2 separate regions of the Mus musculus genome follow, and region 1 is linked to region 2. A link is a contact called in public Hi-C data. All regions are on one chromosome and are shown on one strand. The core of a region is the stretch at or near the end of the contact, and the rest is flanking DNA. Distances in the headings are between cores, read along the strand shown.

What was found. Hi-C and Micro-C count contacts between places; a contact is called where the count stands out from the background.
Region 1: a Hi-C map of cortical neurons shows a contact between it and region 2, with 2.0 times the contacts expected there. The contact joins the promoter of B230216N24Rik here to the enhancer-like site in region 2. A contact is called at or near these places in 1 of 39 promoter capture datasets (neural stem cells), 6 of 484 Hi-C or Micro-C datasets (adipose-derived mesenchymal stem cells, cortical neurons, embryonic fibroblasts and 3 more), 2 of 115 datasets of contacts at active chromatin or transcription factors (embryonic stem cells and pancreatic cancer cells) and 1 of 9 other capture datasets (adipose tissue).

Annotation. Positions count from the first base shown.
Region 1 is chr1:98,046,072-98,049,819 of GRCm38.p6, forward strand. B230216N24Rik (RIKEN cDNA B230216N24 gene) reads right to left here and starts at 1,722. Exons shown (of 3, transcript NR_037993.1): 1 at 1,631-1,722. The region is part of intron 1 of Pam (peptidylglycine alpha-amidating monooxygenase); the gene reads right to left.
Region 2 is chr1:98,001,489-98,005,376 of GRCm38.p6, forward strand. All of the region lies in intron 1 of Pam (peptidylglycine alpha-amidating monooxygenase), which reads right to left. Among named protein-coding and RNA genes, the nearest start is that of B230216N24Rik, 44 kb to the right of the region's middle. Within about 2 kb of position 1,488, at least 61 of the 459 cell types and tissues checked have an H3K27ac peak or open chromatin away from gene starts, as enhancers often do. A contact at or near this core is called in adipose tissue, adipose-derived mesenchymal stem cells, cortical neurons and 2 more, where this site is marked.

The DNA of each region.
Region 1 (3,748 bases), core at 472-2,971, 45 kb after region 2:
GCTGGACTCCTGAAGTGTATTTTCCCCAGAGTATGGCTAGCACGGTCAAGTTGGAAAATGACTATTTTCAACTTTTAAAGTTGAAACTGAATATATATTTTAAACTGTGAATTCAGTTAGCTAATGAATTAGGTTGTATTGCTGCAAACATGAGCAGAAAAAAATAAGATAAAATTTAGCATGAAGCGTATTAGTTTTATTTCTAACACAAGCATTATGAGTGTATTTCAATAAGAGATTTTACAAGTATGGTATCAGTTTAGGTTGAGTCAATTTCTTCAACATTTACTCTACTGTAATGTAGATGAATTTGCTTCTACTTATGAGAATCAGTTTCTAATAGCAATTAATGAATAACTTATTAAACACAAGGGCAAGTATAATTTAACACTGTTTTAATATAGTTTCAAGACTGGGAAAATTCAAAGAATAAACACTTATGATACATATGACACATCCTTCAGTTCCAAGGAGCTGAATGTAACTTTTAGTATGGCTTTATACTCTTACAACCATTATTTCTTACTTACTCTTTATAGAAACCTACATCTAGCATTAATGTTCCATTAACATAATTTCCCAGAAACAAATTATATAGACCATATTCCACGGTATTCTAAAAATACAAGACTCTAGAAATAAACAGTCTAAACCACTTCTTGTCCCTGTCAACTAAGCCATGCGCCTGACTTCTATACAGAACAAAGGTTCAGCTTCCTGAAGGATGGGTAGTCTCTGTACGAGCCATTCTCAAGCCCCTGTCCTCTCGCGAAGCTATTTACTAACAGTTAGAAATCACCCTTTTCTACTCTCCTTAAAGCTCACTACCAGATGTACTGAAATTGTTTACTGGGGATCCAGGGAAGGAACCACAGGCAGAATGCGTGGTGTGGTGATGGAGAAGAGAGGTCTATGGATTTCTTGATGAGACAGTTTGGGGGAGAAAAGCTGAAACAGAAAACTAACTTCCAGAAGGGACTCTTCACTCATAGCTCTCCCCCTGACACCATAAGAGACTGCACAGTCCTCTTTGCAGAGATGTGAAGACAAATGCTCAGCCTCAGGAAGGGAGGCATACGTAAGTATTTCATCAAGCACCAAGTTCACTCCTCTGCAATATTAGAAACATATGGAAGTAGGATTGAAGTATGCAATTATGACTGTCAGTAGACACTGAACTTCCGACAATACCTTCCCATATCCTGTTATTATCACTTAAGATGGATAAAATATCAGTAAAAAAATGTATAATTCACATACTTTCTAAGAGCCTTAGCTGCCCTATGACACCTGTAAAAAATATGTTAAGTTTTTTTTTTTTTTATGGAATGCAAACAGTTTAAAAGGAAAGCTATAGTGTGCATGCTGGTTTCGCTTATCAGGGGGTAAGAGGTATTACATTGTGCATTCACAGTGATTTTTATAAGCCCACCCCTACATGTGAACACACATATGCACACATACACATAATATATAGGAAAATTTTAGCCAATCCCCGACAACAGATTTATAGCTTGTTCCTATATATTATGTTTCAGTTAGAAGTATATTTTAGAACACAAGAAACCTAAAGCAAAATAATAGAGACATTTGGTAATTCTTATAATAGTATATTAAACAAAGCACTTACCCTCCATTGCTAATCACACTGGCAGGAGAGCAACAGGAGAGGGGCTTTATTGTGGGATGAATCATCCCCACGTAGATGCTCTGAGCAACCCGTGTATGCATACTGACATCATCAGGAGAGACTTGGAGGCAGAGGCTACTATGGTAACGGAGCAATGTGCTGGGAGACAGCCGCCTTTAATTGCTTTAACAACTTCCTGGGGCTCAAGCGACCAGGCTTGGATTTGCTAAGTAGGAAAGGAAGGTTGTCACAGAGGCAGCAACTGTGACGCAGAGCAGAAGAACTCAGTGAATTCTGGAATTACTAATTTCAGCATGACTTCTTAATGGCAAATGTCATTACACCGTTCCATTGGCAACATCCTTTTCACACACAGAGCTCTAAGGAAGGCATAGGTCAATACCCAATGCTCCGAGGTAACAGAAGTCTAGCTTCATATATAATTCTCTCACTTAACAAGCATTAATATTATTGCATTACAAATATCCTTTTCCTTGAGAGTGAATGCTTGATTCACTTTGAAAAGAAAGCCCACATCTGTGCCTTAGGATGTCTGCATGCTGATAACAATGACAACTGATTCTTTCTATTTATTTCTCTGGAAGGTGGCAGCTGTGGGTCCATTAATCTCTGAGCTCCACTAAATCCTTGCCAACAGGTCACTTATGCAGAAAACACCTCCAGGGAAATGGCTAGTTATTACACCCTGATAAAATCAGCCAGGAAAGCAGGACTTGATGCTACAGTTTTCTTGGTGAAGTCGTCTGTGTCAAAGGCAGAATAAATTCTATTGTAATGATGCCCTTCCCTGGAAAGCCACACAGAACATAAAGCTTTCCTTTGAACTCTTTGTTCTTCCTTGCCTCTGCCACCCATGCTGAAGAGAACACAAGCCCTTTTAACAACACCAGGTTTAGAGTAATTGCTGAAAATAACCATGTGCCAGCGTCAAACTGAGGCTATAATGATATCCTCTGCTTATCTGATCGGTTGCAACACTTTAATAAGTATATAATTTATCATCTGTAGTATGAAAACTATTGTTTTCTCTCCCGTGCATATTTGATTGACATGTTTTTCAACAATACCGGGATCTAATTTTTATTGTAACTACTGCAATTGTAAGGATAAGCAAGAAAGTGGGCAGGTCTTCCTTAAGACAGTCACAGCACAATATAAACTGAAGGTTGTCACTCTGTACTATATACTTAGATCTTAGCTCTTTCAAAGGCACTATTATTATCTCTATTTCAATTTAGATGATGCCACGCCTGCCTCTTAATGTTTCCTTTGTAAGTAAACAGTTTACAAATGTCTAACCAGACCAGTGGCTTCAAAAACAGTAAATGGAATAGAACAGTACCAATTTCCAATCTGAAAAAAATATAGAGGTTTTTTTTGAACCTAATTGACAAGTTGGGGGGTTCTCACTCCTGTAGAGCTTGAGAAAAAATGAGAGCAGAATTGTAACATGTAGTCTCAGGAAAACATAGCATGCCATTAAGTCAGTTAACGAGAGAGAGCTTTCCAATCAAGCTTCCGTTCTTTCATCTGTGCTTTCTGAGATCCTGTTTGAAAAGCAAAACAGACCAAGTTCAGCAAGATGGTAGGTAAGCAGGAGTACTACTGAGAGCCAAGGAGATGGCTGGTCAAGTCTGTTGCTTGATACTGAGCTCTGACAACCTGAGCATCCCAGACCTGTATGGTGGAAGGAGAGAGCCAACTCCTGAAAACTGTTATCTTGCTTCCTTGCTTTCACATGCATGCTATAGCATGCACACGTGCTCATGTGCATGTACACACCATATACACTAAGTATAAAAAACATATTGCTCTACACATATGGCATGATTTAAAAAAAAAAAACCCACAACAACAACATCTGTTGGATTGAGGATATAGCTGATAGGTAGAATGCTTGTGTAATATTCATGAGGGCCTCTGAATTCAATCCCTCGTGCTCATAACTGTGTGTGCCAGCTCATCTTTGTAATCCCAGAAATCAGGAGGTAAATCAGGAGGCTCAGTAGTTCAAGGTCATTGAAGCTAGCCTGACCTTTATAAAATCACATCTCAAACTGTTTCTGTTTATATGAATATACACTGAAAAGTATCTAG
Region 2 (3,888 bases), core at 238-2,737:
GATTTTGTGTTTTTATGGGTTTTGTGTATATGGACATGTGTGTGTCTATATGTGTATACATTTTACATACTCTTTTTTCTTTTTCTGTTTGTTTTGTTTTTGTTTATCTTTTCTATGTGCCTGTTTGTTTTCTTAAGAGGGAGAGAAAGAAAAGAGAAAAGGCCTGGAGTTGGAGGTATGGGAAGGTGGGGAAATCTGGAAGGAGATAGGGAGGGCAGACTGTGATCAGAAAGTAATGAATGGGAAACAGTTTGTTTTCTACTAACAAAACAATTTCAACATCAATAAAACATAGTGAAGGTGGTATAACTCAAACCTGTCCTTCATCTGCCCATGCCTTTAACACATATACATTTTATATATATATGTAGTCCAGTAAAATGTGTTGTTTTTCTATGGTCAATGACTACAAATTCAACTACCACAAAGATTGTTAAAATGTGTGCCCTGCTTAACAAGAGGGATTTAATGGGGAGATGCAGACATAGTTTCAGGTACTGATTGTCATTCACCAACTTACTCATAGTGAATAAATAACCAACGAACTCTGCATAAACTGGGCAAACACTAAAGTATCTCACAGAAGTACTGAGACTCCTTTTTAGCTATACTCTATAACCTTGATTCTGTGACTTCAGAAAGATAGTTGAAGCCCTAGTGACTCCATACTTATTGTAGTCATAAGATGTAAGTTAGACAGGAAGGTTGGCGGGGCTCTTATTGCTCCATGAAAACAGCTAGCTCATCCTGAGCATGGAGTAACTGTGGTGTGCTGCTGCTGCTGTTGCTGCTGCTGTTGCTGCTGCTGCTGCTGTTGCTGCTGCTGCTGCTGCTGCTGCTGCTGCTGCTGCTGCTGCTGCTCCCACTGCTCCTGCTGCCAGCCTCACCCATACACCTCTGTCACCCGGAAAAAGGACTGACAGCAGGTACTCCACCACACGTGGAATTCATGAGTGAACGGATGGGTACTTTCCCCCTTTATAACAGACCCACATGCATTTATATGGCTCAGTTGATAAAGATAACACAAATAAGGATGTGGGACATATATCAGGGTAATTGACTAATGAATGGAAAAGTCAAGTTGTGTAAGATATCCCTTATGGAAGACCAGAAGAAAGAGTTGTCCTCTTTAACCTCAAGTAGAAGCTCTACTGCCACTGGTCTATTCAAGGAAATCATTTATACTTTCTTTAAAGGGCTAGTCAATTTCTCCCACAGTGTGTTACGAGATGGGGCTCTACCACTTACATAGTACACATCATATTCCAAGCATCATGTAGGGACTTTTTCAGGGATATCGTCATTCATACTATCTAATTTTACTTTTTTTTTTAACATTTCCCACATTGTGAATGAAGAAAATGAGAATGAAATCTTTCATCATTATTTCCCAAATTTGCCCAAAGATAAGTATAAACTGAGCAGCTGGTTAAAATAGCACTCGGCCCTGCTCCAAGTCTTTTGACTCAGAATGTTCAGGCAAGGAGCCCAGATCTGTCTGACTCTAAATATTAACCCTTTAGATAGGGGCTGCAGGCTACTCCTCTCTTCTCTGGGATGCACATACTAGGCCATGACAATGTCTCACCATCCTTCTCTAATGCATCAGTTTTGTAGGCGAACTCATAAGAGTGCCAAACATAGCCACAGAAGGAATATTACAGCATTAGATCTTGTGGGGGAGGTGAAGTGCTACTAAATTCCGTGACTTCTGGTGAGAGGATTACAGAAAGGCAAGAGAAAAGGAAGGCAATTCAGTTACAGTTTTTTTTCCCTTTAGGCATATGCCCTCCTTCTGACACCCACAGAGGAAAATCAATCCATATTTTCTGCAAATCTCAGCACGAAGCAAGAGGCTTTTCAAGAAGCTCTTGCAGGCTATTTGGAACAGCGTCCTCCAAACCCAGTATTTCTCAAAGGTAACATTCAATAAAATTTTCACAATGCTCTTCTTCATTGTGTATGTAGAACTGGTATTTTATAGGATAAAATCTCCATAGAGAATATCACTGAAAAATGTTGGGGATGTATTAAATCTTCAAAGAGAAAGATGTCACAATTTTCTGACTGTATCAGTTTTAACTGAGTCTCTTTAGAATATTCCACTTACAAAAGTTTTCCTAGAAAAATGTCCCCTTTTTATCTAAAGCATTCTCACTGGCATGCTCTTCAGAAGGTGCAGGAGAGCTGACAGACACTCATATAAATATAATTCTATAATATTTAGCTCATCCAAGTAGATAATTTTTTTAGATCAGATATGATAAAATTGTTTTATTTTAAATTTATTGCAGTCTGACCTGTAACGAGTAATAATTATGCCAACTAAACAAGGAGTAAAACTCCATTGAGCTCATGTGTCTAAAAACCAGAAATTTTTCTTGATATGGAAACCTTCATGACAAATAAGCCCAGAATTTATAGAATAATGTCTTCAGATAAAGCAAGATATCACTTCTTAAATCTGAATAATGTAGATCCTCTTATGAAGAACAAACCAGAGTGTGTTCTTTAGGACCTCAATAAAAATCTTAGAAAAAAGACCAAAGACATTACACATCTGAGTCGTGGAACTAATCTCGAGGGTTTAGTCTTAGAAAGTATGATCATGGTAAACTCAGATCCCTGCCCTAACTGAATCACTTGAATCAACTGGTCATATACATACCTGAGAATCTGAGCAACCAATAGAAGTTGTCAGTTGATGTAAAAAGTTTCATTTAACTGCCAAATTGCTAAGGGAGAAGACAAGCAAAAGCATCAGCAACTCATTGACAAGGCAGTCCAGGGACCAGAACACCCTCCTGCCAATCAAAGCAGATAAGTAGGTGGGGCAAAAGAAGAGAGCTAGAAGACAGACAACAATGAGATGTGAGCAGCCTTGGCTCTTAACTGTTCTCCATCGCTAAACTAACTCTCTCTTTTTTTTTGTTTGTTTGTTTGTTTTTGTTTTGTTTTGTTTTTTTGTCATTCTAGTTAAAGGAGAGTGCCTCACTGTGTAGCCCAGACTGTCCTGGAATTCACTACTTTGCCCAGACGGACTTTGATGTTACAGTGTTCTTCTAAGTGCTAGGGTCCCATACAAGTGCCACCATGCATGAATCCTTCAAAGGCCTTGTTACTATTTGCATGACCCACACAGTGTGGTCTGGCTTGTTCTTTCGTGCATTTAAATACTTGTAATTACAGGTATATACTTCTAGAATTGGGCTGGGGTCAGGATTGGAAGCAAGATGGCAGTGAGAAAGTGAGCTTACTGAGAGCAGCTGGGTGTACCAGTATTGTTCCCAGCCTGGCAAACTATTCCAAGGAAAGAGGACAAAGGAAAGCAGCATTAGCTCAGCTCCAGTAACGGATAGCAGCACAAACGCCCCGACGCAAGGCTTGCAATATGGCCAGTGGTTGTCTCTCCTCTTCCACATTTTGGTTCTGACGATTTAAAGAAGCTATCACAGCAAAAGAAATTGATGAGTCAAGAGCAAGTGCACTACTAAATGTGAGCTAGTAGCTGATAAAATATAGATCACAGAGGAAACCTACACTTTGAAACACGTTGAAATACAGTTTCACACTTCATGTCCCCAGTTCCAATCCCCATTTATTAATTTTTATCAAAGCATAGAACCATATCAAGTCCTAGTTACTTTAGAAACATGGCTTCTCTCACAATGCTTGATAAAGGAAGCATTAATAATTAAAGAAGGGCTGGAAGTAGTACCCCTAAGATTCTTTGGCACAATGTTTTCATATTATTCAATAATGGACAGGGAAATCATGTATCCCTCTGAATAAATGAAAGAAATGGAATGTCTGGTTGCAATTAGTTTGATAATAGAGCAAAATCTAATTTTCAAGTATTTCGATGGCTAGAAATAGAGCCATTAG